2 separate regions of the Sus scrofa genome follow, and region 2 is linked to region 1. Evidence: chromatin contacts called from public Hi-C data. All regions are on one chromosome and are shown on one strand. The core of a region is the stretch at or near the end of the contact, and the rest is flanking DNA. Distances in the headings are between cores, read along the strand shown.

Evidence for each region. A called contact is a pair of places that touch in the nucleus more often than the background predicts.
Region 2: a contact with region 1 is called in a Hi-C map of liver, with 1.9 times the contacts expected there. The contact joins the enhancer-like site here to the promoter of RAMP2 in region 1. A contact is called at or near these places in 3 of 5 promoter capture datasets (fetal skeletal muscle and liver), 16 of 47 Hi-C or Micro-C datasets (alveolar macrophages, blood, embryonic fibroblasts and 8 more) and 2 of 2 datasets of contacts at active chromatin or transcription factors (alveolar macrophages and skeletal muscle).

The regions. Positions count from the first base shown.
Region 1 is chr12:20,091,634-20,098,291 of Sscrofa11.1, forward strand. It overlaps RAMP2 (receptor activity modifying protein 2), which reads right to left and starts at 2,793. Exons shown (of 5, transcript NM_214082.1): 1 at 2,675-2,793; 2 at 2,172-2,237; 3 at 1,147-1,258; 4 at 763-1,017; 5 at 571-760. The coding sequence starts at 2,774. The coding sequence ends at 763.
Region 2 is chr12:20,130,306-20,136,807 of Sscrofa11.1, forward strand. It overlaps EZH1 (enhancer of zeste 1 polycomb repressive complex 2 subunit), which reads left to right. Exons shown (of 22, transcript NM_001243206.1): 14 at 1,940-2,031; 15 at 4,020-4,045; 16 at 4,237-4,389; 17 at 5,777-5,955. Among named protein-coding and RNA genes, the nearest start is that of CNTNAP1, 24 kb to the right of the region's middle. Within about 2 kb of position 2,271, at least 6 of the 83 cell types and tissues checked have an H3K27ac peak or open chromatin away from gene starts, as enhancers often do. A contact at or near this core is called in alveolar macrophages, liver and retroperitoneal adipose tissue, where this site is marked.

The DNA.
Region 1 (6,658 bases), core at 1,543-4,042:
GGCAGTGTGCAGCCAGGCTGTAGGCCACACCCACCCAGGGTCCAGGACAATGTAGGATGAGGGCCAAGGACCTGGAGGGGAAGTCCTGGGGTGAGTCTAAAAGAAGCCCCCACTGCCTTTGTCCTCAATCCTGAGGTCCTTAGGGAGGGACTCTTGTTGGTCATGTCAGGGCTCCAACTCCCAGGCCCTGGAAATCAACTGAGCCATGAAGAAGAGTAAAATTCAGGGCTCCTGGGTGGTCCCCTTTGCTTCTTGCAGGAGTCACAGCAGAGAGTCCTCCCTCCTCCCTCCCCCCTCACCTCTCCAGCAGCTGTGCAAACCGGAAGGGAGTCTCTTCCTGCTTGTTTCCTGGAGCTGGGTTTGGATAGGGGCAGGAAAGGCCTGGCCTTGGGAGGAAAGAGTACAGGGGTGTGGCCTTCAGGTGGGGGAGGGGATGGGGGCAGGTAAGTGAACAGAACTGTGGACCTATCCAGATTCTTCCAGCTCTGCTCCCTAGAGCTGAGGGCCTGTGGGAAAGGCAGAGAGTCTGGGAAGGATACAGATGGGATGGGGAGGGGAATGGCGTACAAAAAAAAAAAAAAAAAAGTTTTATTTTCAAGATTACAGAACTTGTGCCATGACACCACCCAGCTTCCATTTCCACCAATCTAAGGCTCTGCGGTTGGGGTGGGAGTGAGGGAAGGAAGTCGGGAGGGGGGAGGAGAGAGACCTGGTGGTGGCAGAGGGAAGGAGGAAGATGGCTACTGAAGAGCTCACGCCACCTAGGTCTGGGCTTCAGGGTCTTTACTCCTCCATACCACGAGGGTGACGAGGAAGGGGATGAGGCAGATGGGGACCATGATCATGGCCAGGAGCACATCCTCTGGGGGGTCTGAGAAGGTGGGCTGCACCAGGGAGCAGTTGGCAAAGTGGATCCGGTGAGCCTCAAAGATGATCCGTTCTGCCCAGGGATTGGGGAAGCCCAGCTTGAACGCATCTGCTTTCTGTTCCAGGCATTCTTGAAGGATGCTATAAGGCCTGGGGGCAGGAGAGGACTGGAGTGAGGGAGGGGTTAGGCCCAGAAAGAGGACCGGCCCACACTCACTCAAGGCCCACAAGGAACAAGCCCCCACCCCTGGTCCAAACCGCCTCCGGCATTGCCCCTACCTGCTAATCAGGGCCCAGTCACACCAATCCTTTTTGATAGAGTCCATATAATCCTTATAATCGTGCCAGCAAAGTTGGGCATCTGTCTCATAGTTCTCCTCCAGTGTTTTCCCTGTAGGTAGAGATGCTGCATATCGACCACACCCCAGCCCTCCCTCCAAGCCCTCTGATCCAGATAGTTCCATTGAGGAACCACGGTTTCTGTCTTTGAATATAGGGACTGCCAGGAGAGCCTCAGAAATTTCCCAAGCAAGACACTCCTGGCTGAGGAGAGAGTCCCAGCTCAGGAAAAGTTTAATGCCTCCCGTGTGCACGGACCTCCCTACCTAACAAGAGCTTCCACATCCACTTTTTCTGGGGCCTTCCTCTTTTTCCTTTAAGACCGCACCTGCAGCATATGTAAGTTCCCAGGCTAGGGGTCAAATTGGAGCTGTTGCTCCCAGTCTACACCACGCAGGATCTGAGCAGCATCTGGGACCTACATCGCAACTCACAGCAACACGGGATCTTTAACCCACTAAGCGAGGCCAAGGATCAAACCCACGTTCTCATGGATACTCACTGGGTTTCATAAGGTACTGAGCCACGACAAAAAAAAAAAAAAAAAAAAAAAAAAAAAAAAAAAAGAACTCCCGCGTTGCCATGAGCTATGGTATAGGTCACAGACTCTGATCGGATCTGGTGTTGCTGTGGCTGTGGCCGGCAGCTGTGGCTCCGATTTGACCCCTAGCCTGGGAACCTCCATAGGCCACAGGTGCCGCTTTAAAAAGATAAAAAAAAAAAAAGGAATTCCTTTTTTTGGGGGAGGGGGGTTTTCTAACCCACTGTGAGGTGGACCAGCTCAGAGCTGATGGGGTCCCTCTGGGATGAGAGGTAGAAAGACTATAAGGAACCCCAAGAGAAAAGAGAGGGGAATTTAGGGGAGCCAACTAAGTTTGGGGCCTAGCCTGTGGGAAAGGGACCCTGTTCACTGACCTCTCTCTTCCTTTCCCCTAGCCACCCTCCCACAGCCACTGGGTACTTACCTTCTAAATTTAAGTAATCTGGGGTGGGAAAATGCTGAGCCAGGGACTCCTGGGGCTTCAGGACAGCTGTGGGCAGAAAAGAAAGAGAGCAATGAGCGGTCGGATGGGGATCTGGGCGGTGGAGCCTGGAGGAGGGGGGGTTGTGGGTTGGGGGCCGAGACTCTTGGAAATCAGGGCTACTCTCAGAAGAGAAAGAGGAGTAAGGCAGGCCCCCACCGGGTGCCCGGAAGAAAGGGGCTGCACCAATTCCTTCCCACTCATACCCAAACCCCCTGCCTCCACATCAGCCCCAGACCTCCCAAGACCTCTCGGAGGGGCCCTGGCACCCCAGCTTTCGCCAAGTGGGAAGCAGCCCGCGCGGCGTCCTCACCGAGGCGGGGCCGTCCGAAGGGCAGCGCTGTCCGCACCCGCACCCCGGGGCCGTTCCGGCCTCGGCCGTCCAGCCCCCCTCCCCTCCAGGGCCTCCCGCGCCTCCTGCCCGGGCCCCGGGGCGCTGCGCTCACCGCCCAGCAGCAGGAGGAGGCGGAGCGCTGCCGGTCGCCCGGCGCGGGTCGCGGGGAGCCGCGGGCCCCCGGCGGCGCGCTCCGCTCGCAGCGAGGCCATCGCGCGGCGAGCAGGCGAGGAGGGGCGGCGGCGCTGAGCCGGGCGCTGGCGGGGGCGCCAATATCCTCGTCCCCAGCCGCAGGAAGCCGCGCCGCTTCCTCGCAGGGGCTGGGACGGCTGCGGCCACGTGGGGGGCGGGGGCGACGCCCGGGGCCCGCGGGCTGGAGGGGGAGTCGCTGCCCCACCCGGCCCTGGCGCCCGCCTGGCCGGCGTTGGCCCACCCTTTCCTCCAGTTCACCCCGTGTGGCTGGACAGCTCCCCTCGTAACCCCAGAACCGGGATCATTTCCTCGGCTCTGCTGCATGGCGCCCAGGCCTCGCCGGGGTCTCCCAGCATCCGCTCCCCGCTCCCCGCACTCTAGTCGCCCTTTCCCTTTCTCCGCGAGTTTGTGGGGGGAGTGTTGGGGGAGGAGGGTGTGGGGAGAGGGAGGGGGCTGGGAGCTCAGAGGGCCTCTCTCGACGCCTCAGTATCTAAGGCTGGGGGTTGGGGTTGTCCTGGGCCGTGGGGGAAGGGGCGCCTTGAGCTGGGCTCCGCGTTCCCTTTCCCTGGGAACACCCACTGCTGTCGGCCTGCCTGCCAAAACCGGGGAGGAAAAGAGGGAGCCAGCCCTTCCGAGTCGGGAGAAGGCCTGGGGATGGGGGTAGAGGGGAAACCAAAGCCCATACCCTCCCTTTGAGGCAGTCCCTGGGCCCTAGACCCACAAAGCAGATTGAGGGCAGGGGCAAAAGTAAGACTACTCCCCCCGCAAGGAGAAAATAGCCACAGCCCTTCAAGGCCAAGGTTGTGAGAAAGGAAGAGTTTAGACTAGAACCTACAATGTGTGGCTTCATTCATGAGATGGGTGCATAATTTACAGAGGAGGAAGCTAAAGCTCAGAGGAAAGCCCAGAACTTGAGTTCAGCCCCGGGAGTCCTGCCTTCCCGCTTTCCAGCTCTATAGCCTGGAATGACATCAGTTACCATCAAGAATTCTCTGATCCCTTCTGTGTGAACGTGGGACTAAATCATAGTGAGGGTGACACTTGTGAAAGGGCACTGAACTCAGCAGACACTGGTTTCCTTTCCTCTTTTCCTAAGGACTTGCTTAAGGTCGCTCTTCTGAGAAGCAGGAAGGCTGAGCCTGGGGCCCCAGCGGCTGTGACTTCTGCCACACCACAGCTGTCTCCGTGTCCTGAGCCAGAGCTTCATTAGTCTGAAGCAGCGGAGGATCCCAGGAGCTGCCTTGGCCATGACGTTCAACTCCAGACACAGCTGTCAGCACCAAACTTTCCTAAATTACTCCCAGACACTGACCCTTGGACTCAGCTGCTGCTGTTGTCCCAGTTTACTGATTCCTGCCCACCACAAATTATCTGTCACGATCTCTCTTCAAATCTTTATCTCAGGGTCTTAGGCTCTTAAATCATGGCCACTGATAACCTCTTGTACCACCAGGGGTAGGGTCAAGAGGTTGCTTTAGCAAGGCATCCAGAGGGAAGTTGCCCACTTGGCATGAACCTCAAAGCCCTCCTGGTGAGGGTCATCTTCTGCACTGTGCAGAGAAGAGCCAGGCAGCCTTGGAGCCACTTCACACCAGGGACAAACTCCGTGCCTTCCCTTCCACCCTTGACTGCCCTTTGCAAAAAGGGAACATGGTCAAGAGGGAGATTTCTGGGTGATAAGCTGGGAGGAGGAAGCAAAGAGGGGCAGACAGCCAAATCGGCCATTTCCACTGGCCAGAAACACCCGAGCCCACTGTGGGTTAGGACTGGGGTTGGGATCAAGATCAAAGTTGACCGAAACAAATGTTGGGTTTTACATAAGGGAGTGGTATCATGGATAAAAACAAATAAACTGTGGTTAGGACTCTGAAGGCAGTTTTTGCCTCGTGTCCCACTGTGTAACCTCGGGCAGGCTATTTCATGTCTTTGGAGCTCAGCCTTTTCATATATAAAATGATCTTAGTACCAAAGGAGAAAAGTAAGTGACTTGGAAGAAAGTGGTGGCTTTCGCCTAGAGCTGGGTTGAGCTTGCGTCCTGATGGGTGGGGAGACCGCCGAAGGAGAGCTCACTGTAGCCGTTCCTGAACTTGGGAGTCCAGACCTCCTGTTGGGAGACTCTCCCCTGATTCTCCTCTTCCCAAGTTTCTTCGCCAGTTGGATGACTCCTGGGGGCAACCTGGTAACTGGGGGGTCTGCTACTGAGGTCCTTTGGGACTGAATAAGGACTAGAGACCTCACCTTTTCCAAGGTGTCATAGGAAATAGTCCCATGATCTTCAGCAAGGGGACAGAGAAGGGCTTCATTAGGGACAGAGGCTGGTTCTTTCATGGAAGTCCTGTTTTCCACCCCTGGGAGCCCTTACTTTTCCTTTCTATGCTCATTTCTGCTTTAAAATATATACTTTTTTTTTGGTCTTTTTTGTCTTTTTAGGGCTGCACCTGTGGCATACGGAGGTTCCCAGGCTAGGGGTCTGATCAGAGCTACAGCTGCCAGCCTACAACACAGCCACAACAATGCCAGATCCAAGCCGCGTCTGCAACCTACACCACAGCTCATGGCAACACCGGGATCCTTAACCCACTGAGCGAGGCCAGGGATTGAACCCACAACCTCATGGCTCCTAGTCAGATTCGTTTCCGCTGCTCCACGATGGGAACTCCTTAAAATACACACTTGCTGTAAAAGTGAACTTTTTTTTTTTTTTTTTTTTTTTTGGCCACACTCACGGCATGTGGAAGTTTCTGGCCCAGGAATCAAACCTGTGCCGCAGTTGTGACCTGCACCACAAGCTGTGGCAACATCTCCTTAACCCACTGTGCCACGTGGGAACTTCCTAAGATGTACTTTTTAACTGAAAGTAATACACAAATTTTTTTTTTTTTTTTGGTCTTATTTTCAGACTGCACCTGCAGTTCTCAAGTTAGGGGTTGAATCAGAGCTGTAGCTTCGGGCCTACAACACAGCCACAGCGACGCCAGATCTGAGCTGTGTCTGCGACCTACATCACAGCTCACAGCCACACTCAATCCTTAACCCACTGAGGGAAGCCAGGGATTGAACCCAAGTCTTCATGGATGCTAATCGGGTTCGATAACCACTAAGCCACTACGGGAACCCCTCACTGCAACATATTTAAACACAGAAAACTCATTCCTTTCTCACCTTTTTTGAACTTTAGGAAAAAACATAAAATGGGATGTAATATCCTCATTGTTCAGTGACTTAAAAAAAAATCAGGAGTTCCTGTCGTGGCGCAGGGGTTAACGAATCCGACTAGGAACCATGAGGTTGCAGGTTTGGTCCCTGGCCTTGCTCAGTGGGTTAAGGATCCGGCGTTGCCGTGAGCTGTGGTGTAGGTTGCAGACGCGGCTCAGATCCCGCGTTGCTGTGGCTCTGGCGTAGGCTGGGGGCTACAGCTCCGATTCGACCCCTAGCCTGGGAACCTCCATATGCCGCAGGAGCGGCCCAAAGAAATAGCAAAAAGACAAAAAAAAAAAAAAAAATCAATACTATGCCTTAGGTTATCTTTCCATGACACGATACACAGATGTGCCTCTGTAGTATAGTAGTGTCTTTATCTCTTTTTCTTACACCCAGTGAGGTCTAGGTTTTGAGTTTCCCACACACTCCCTTATTCCTCTATCCCTACCCGACCCCTACCCTCACTACTTGGGAAGAGAGGGAACTGGTTCTGATCCAGCTGGACATTGACATGAGATTTCTGGCCCCAACCTAGATTGACTTCTCCTGGACAGGGATCCTACTGCCCTGTAAATTTCCCTTCTTATTACGGGCCAAGAGCTGTCCCGCCCAGATCAGGGAGAGAGGTGACGTCATGCTAAGAAGGAGTGCCTTTTCTAATTCTCAGCTTTCCCCCTACACAGGCAGACAAATCCAGAACAAC
Region 2 (6,502 bases), core at 1,021-3,520, 38 kb after region 1:
CCGTCTCTAGGCACTAACTTTTCTAGATGTTTCTACTCTCTTTAAGCTTTGTTGTTGTTGCTGTTCCCACCTTTCTTTCTAAACGTGCACCTCATTTCCTAGAAGGGACTCCTGGGGCTTTCTGGGGATCTTCTTATCTTGCGCTCCTGCTCCTGCTTCTGTGGCTGCAGCCTCCCCTCCCTCCATTGGTCTCCTCAGTTGCTTTATTCTTTAAATGTTCTATTGCTAGATTTTCTAGTACCATCCCTGATGTCTGGGCCTGGACCTTGCCCTTCTCACTCATATCACAGTTTGATAGCAGCTGCTGATGCTCTGAAAGCAGGAAAAGCCTGCAATGGGAAGATAGGCTGAAGCGCAAAGACAGGGAGTCAGTTGTTAGAGCCAATCTGTCCAAAGAGAGATGAACCCTAGAGGTTGAGCCCTGCTCACTTAGCTCCCTAACTTCTGGAAAAGTCTTTGTGACCTCTTCTTCATGCTCCCTCTACTTAGAACAAGCAGTAAAACCATGAGCTGAAGTGCCCTTGGCTTTCCTTTTGGGGCTCATATCTATTTTCCTAAGAAACAGGTTCTTGACCTAAAGGTCTGCAGAACTGTGTGCAAAACAGTTTTTTTGTGTATTTTCCTGAGAAGATTAATAATTTTCATGGAATTTCAAGAGCACCTCTGAGTTCCCTCTGTGGTGCAGTTGATTAAGAATCCAACTGCATGGACTTCCTGTCGTGGTGCAGCAGAAACGAATCTGACTAGGAACCATGAGGTTGCGGGTTTGATCCCTGGCCTCACTCAGTGGGTTAAGGATCCAGTGCTGCTGTGAGCTGCAGTGTAGGTCGAAGACGTGGCTCAGATCTAGTGTTGCTGTGGCTCTGGCGTAGGCCAGCAGCTACAGCTCCAATTAGACCCCTAGCCTGGGAACCCCCACATGCTGCAGATGCAGCCCTAAAAGGCCAAAAGACCAAAAAAAAAAAAAAAAAACCAAGTGCAGCAGCTCAGGTTGCTGCAGAGTTGCAGGTTCAACCCCCAGGCTGGCCCAGTGGGTTGGGGATCTGGCATTGCTGCAGCTGCTGCATAGGTCATAACTAAGGCTGTGATCCTGTCTCTGGTCTGGGGTATGGCCTTAAAAAAAAAAGAGAGAGAGAGAGAGAGGGCTTATAGCCAATAAGGAAAATAAAAAGTTAAAAACAAATGTTCTGGAGTTCTCATCATGTCTCAGTGGTTAATGAATCCGACTAGGAACCATGAGGTTGCAGATTCAATCCCTGGCCTCGCTCAGTGGGTTAAGGATCTGGTGTTGCCGTGAACTATGGTATAGGTCACAGACTCAGCTCGGATCCCATGTTGCTCTGGTTGCATAGGCCAGCGGCTACAGCTCTGATTAGACCCCTAGCCTGGGAACCTCCATATGCTGCGAGTGTGGCCCTAGAAAAGACAAAAAAAAAAAAAAAAAGACATAAATAAATAAAAGCAAATGTTCTGAGAGAAGCAGCACATTGAAAGGGAACCAGCCTTTCTGAAATGCTGTCCTACTGAAGTAGTCAAGTCTCTGACACTTTTATGTCAACAGAGGGAGCTAGTGCTTAGCTAGGTGGTACCTCTCATGTCAGACTCAGTTACACAAGGTACACACACATTGGTGCCCTTCCTAAGAGGCAGATACCATTGGTAAGAATTGGCCCACTCAGGGCAGAGTAGGCAGAGCAGTAGATGAAAGCTTCTGACCAGGAGAACTGTACCTGTGTCCAGTATTTCTTTTCAAATCAGGATACACACTTAAGAATTAACTTCGGAGTCAGTGACCCGATGTCTCAGGGACTCTCTCTCTCCCTACTGAAGATGCTCAGTCATCTGCCCACAGGCTCTCCAGAACCCTCCCAAGCCTGGCACCTGGCTAGGTCACTCATCTGACCACTCAGCTCAAGGCCCTATTGGATTTCTCTTCCAGGTCTTCCAGTTCGCAGTGAAAGAATCACTTATCCTGAAGCTGCCAACAGATGAGCTCATGAACCCCTCGCAGAAGAAGAAGAGAAAGCACAGGCAAGGCTTGGGCGGAGGGCTTTCTGTAGCCAGGCTGTTCCCTGTGCCCTGACCTCCCCTGTGACTTCCCTTCTGTCTCCTTCTTTGTCTGCTGCCCATCAGTTTGGCATCACCAGCGGGGAGCCAGCTTCCTCAGTGCTACCTGCGGGTCTGTGCCTTGGACCAGCCCTTCCCTTGCCCCTCTGTGCTGTGGACCATGAAAGAACTGGTTTTCCGTTTAAGCTCCTGGCCAGTAGGTTGTGAACTGGCCTCATGGCTCCACCCCGAGGCCATGTCTTCTCATTGGTTGTTAGTTACCACTTCCCCACTTCTCAACTCTGACCAGAGTTTTGTTTTTTTTTTTTTGGTTTTTTTGGTTTCTTTTTGTTTTTGGCACTTGCGTTGTTTTTTTAAGTTGCATAATAACACTGATTGCTAGCTAGCCTTTGCTTAGGATTGAAAATGCTTTGTTTTGTTTGTCTTTTTACCGTTTCTTGGGCCTCTCCCGCGGCACATGGAGGTTCCCAGGCTAGGGGTCTAATCAGAGCTGTAGCCACCGGCCTACGCCAGAGCCACAGCAACACCAGATCCAAGCCACGTCTGCGATCTACACCACAGCTCACGGCAACGCTGGATCCTTAACCCACTGAGCAAGGCCAGGGACTGAACCCACAACTTTGTGGTTCCTAGTTGGATTTGTTAACCACTGCGCCATGACGGGAACTCCTGTTTTGTTTTTTAATTTGACAGTTTCTTCCTTAAGGAACTGACATGGGCTCTAGATAGGAAAGGAGATCCCTGTGGCTTCTCCCTTTCAATTTCTTTACCCAGAGCAGATTCCAGAAAAGCCTTCCCACTGCCCCATCCTGAAACGCCCCCACACCTCCACCTCCCCAAAGGGAGAAACAATAGCATTTTAATAGACATAGAGGGTTGGGTTTTGTTTTGTATCTGTTTTTTGTTCTTTTGTGTATGTTTGTATATCAAGGGGGTTTTTTTGTGTCTAAACCTTGAGACACAGGCCTGCTGCAGGTAGGATGGACTCCAGCTTCTATGGAGCAGCGTAAAGGCCTCCTGTGAGGGCCTCTGGGGAGGATCATCAGTCATCAGACCGCAGTCCCTTAAAGCGGATCATGCTGTCACTTACCCAAATCTGCAGAATTCTCCAGGGCTGTGACCCAGAGCCATATCATCTCTTTCAGGTTGTGGGCTGCACACTGCAGGAAAATTCAGCTGAAGAAAGGTAAGTTCTGCCAGGGCGCTCCGCTCAGGTCCAGCCTGAAGCCCCCCTCCCCGCCTCACCTGTGGCTGCACTTGACCCTGGGTTTCCTCGCGTTGCAGATTCCCCTGCAGCGGCTGAGAAGCTCAGCTCCTCCCTGTGGCCAGGAAGACCACTCAGGAGGTAGAGTTACGGGCCTCGTGATCTCTGACTTTGATCATGTGCCATTTGCCAGGTTCTAGGCATCATTTACTGTTTAAAATAACTGCCCCGTAACCTGGACCATTTCCACGCTCTCCCCACAAAGCAAATCACCCCCTTGTAGCTTATGAACCACCAGCACTTGTGATTGCTTCTCACTTCAGGTGCTAAATGTGTGTCCAAGTTTACGGTCAGAACAAACCTTCTTCAGGGAGTTCCCGTCGTGGCTCAGCAAAAACTATTCAGACTAGTGGGAGTTCCCGTCGTGACGCAGTGGTTAACGAATCCAACTAGGAACCATGAGGTTGCGGGTTCGATCCCTGGCCTTGCTAAGTGGGTTAAGGATCCAGCGTTGCCGTGAGCTGTGGTGTAGGTTGCAGATGCAGCTCGGATCCCACGTTGCTGTGGCTCTGGCGTAGGCCAGTTGCTACAGGTCCGATTAGACCCCTAGCCTGGGAACCTCCATATGCGGTGGGATCAGCTTAAGAAAAGGCAAAAAGACAAAACAAAAAAAAAAAAAAAAAAAACTATTCAGACTAGTATCCACAAGGATGCAGGTTCGACCCCTGGCCCCTCTCAGTGGGTTAAGGATCTGGCATTGCCGTGAGCTGTGCTGTAGGTCGCAGATTCGGCTCATGGCTGTGGCGTGGTGTAGGCTGGCAGCTACAGCTCCAATTGGACCCCTAGCCTGGGACCTCCATATGCCGAGGGTGCGGCCCTAAAAAGCAAAAAAGAAAAGAACCTCCTTCGAAGAGGAGTGATGAGACACTTAGGAGGAGGGTGGCCTGGGAGCCTGGGCACAGCAGTGTCCTGTGTCTTCTTTCCTTTCCCAGATAACTCCTCCACCCAAGTGTACAACTACCAACCGTGCGACCACCCGGACCGCCCCTGTGACAGCACCTGTCCCTGCATCATGACTCAGAATTTCTGTGAGAAGTTCTGCCAGTGCAACCCTGACTGTAAGTTCTCTGTCTCAGTAGTTGGCCTCGGCACCCCAGGTTTCCCTCCCCCCCCCCCCGAGCCCTTTGCTGCCTGTGGGCCCTCTGATAGTCTGCAGAGGAAACCAGTACTTAAGATCTAGAAAAGTCCCTTTTTAAAAGCCCTGAGGTGTATGATTTTAAAAGCAACCATTAGAGGTCCTACTGTATCCAATCGCTTGGGATAGAACATGAGGGGCGTTCCCGTCATGGCTCAACGGAAACGAATCTGACTAGCATCCATGAGGACACAGGTTCTATCCCTGACCTTGCTCAGTGGGTTAAGGATCTGGCATTGCCATGAGCTGTGGCGTAGGTCGCAGATGCAGCTTGGCTCTGGTGTTGCTGTGGCTGTGGCCGGAGGCTGGCGGCTACAGCTCCCACTCAACCCTAAGCCTGGGAACCACCACCACATGCTGTGGGTGTGGCCCTAAAAAGACAGAAAGAGCAGGATGAGGGATGATAAGAGAAAAAGAATATATATATGTATGTGTGAAACTGGGTCACTTTGCTGTACAGCACAAGTGGCACAACATTGTAAATCAACTGTACTTCACAAAAAATAAAAAGCAACAATTGCACAGAAATCAGGTGCTTTCCCAACCTCACCTTCCAGGGCAGCATTAAGAAACTTGGAGTCTTTTTCTTTAAGGTGCAGACACAGCCTCCCTCTCCAGGATGTTGTTTTACAACATGTCCAGGTTACAGTTCTCTGTCTTTTAGACTAATAGCTGGAGTTTTAGCGTCAGGTTGGTCTGGATGTCAGCAGAGGGTGGGAGGAGGCTCAGAGTGCTTCTGTTTCACCACTTCTCCCCCACTCAAGGCTGAGCAGTTTGATGGCAGCCTCAGAGCTTGCAGACCTTGGTGCCCAGGCAGTTGTGCTGGAAGCACCTCCTGGCCACAAAGCAGATATCAATCTTAACCACAGTGGAGGGGTGGGTGCTCGTGCTGGGAGGGCAGTGGGTGGAGGAGGGTAGCATAGAACGGATGCCTTCTGTTTTCAAAATGATTATTGTTTTCACGGTGAGGATTTACCAGTGAATAGCACTGATTGCTTTTTCTCTGGGGCTCTCTCCACCCACCTTCCAAATTCTACCAGCAAAGCAAAGGGAGAGCATTGTCAGGGAATCTCTAGGAGACACATTTCCAGGGTCAAACCTGCTGTCTTGCTCCCAGGCATGAATGTTGGGAGGCACTCCCTTCTCTCTGAAAAACATGTGACTGTGTAATTATGGAGAAGGCAGCTTCTCTCCTGTTTTGCCAGATATCCTTGAATCCATAACATTGACATCCCCGCTGTCCCTTGAGTCCAACCTGAGCCCCAGCATCAGCCTGCTTCTCTCCCTAACCTTCCCTGTTGTCCACACAGGTCAGAATCGCTTTCCTGGCTGTCGCTGTAAGACCCAGTGCAATACCAAGCAGTGCCCATGCTACCTGGCGGTGCGAGAGTGTGACCCCGACCTGTGTCTCACCTGTGGTGCCTCAGAGCACTGGGACTGCAAGGTGGTTTCCTGTAAGAACTGCAGCATCCAGCGCGGCCTCAAGAAGGTGAGGGCTCTTGCCAGGACTGAGGACCAGATAGAGCGGGAAAGACTGATAATCCACTCGGCCTCTTCTACCGCCTCCTTAGGGGGTTTGTACACCAGCGTGTTGGTAAATCCTAACAGACACACATTTCCTGAGTTCAAGCTTCTGGTCCTCGTGAGGGATTATAAATGTGACCCCCCAGGTGTTCCCATTGTGGCTTAGTGGGTTAAGACTCCGACTGGTATCCATGAGGACTCAGGTTCGACCCCTGGCCTTGCCCAGTGGGTTAAGGATCTGGCGTTGCTGCAAGCTGTGGCGTGGGTTGCAGATGCCCCTTGGATCTTGTGTTGCTGTGGCTGTGGTATAGGCCAGCAGCTGCAGCTCCGATTCGACCCCTAGCCTGGGAACCTCCGTATGCCGCAGGTGTGGCTCTAAAAAGAATAAATAAATAAATAAATAAAATGTAAAGAAAGGAAGGAAAGTGCCCCCCGGACTGGCCAGACAGAGGAGCAGAGAGGAGGGCCATGCCACTGATGTCTATTTTTACTCGGCACCCCAGTGCGTTCCA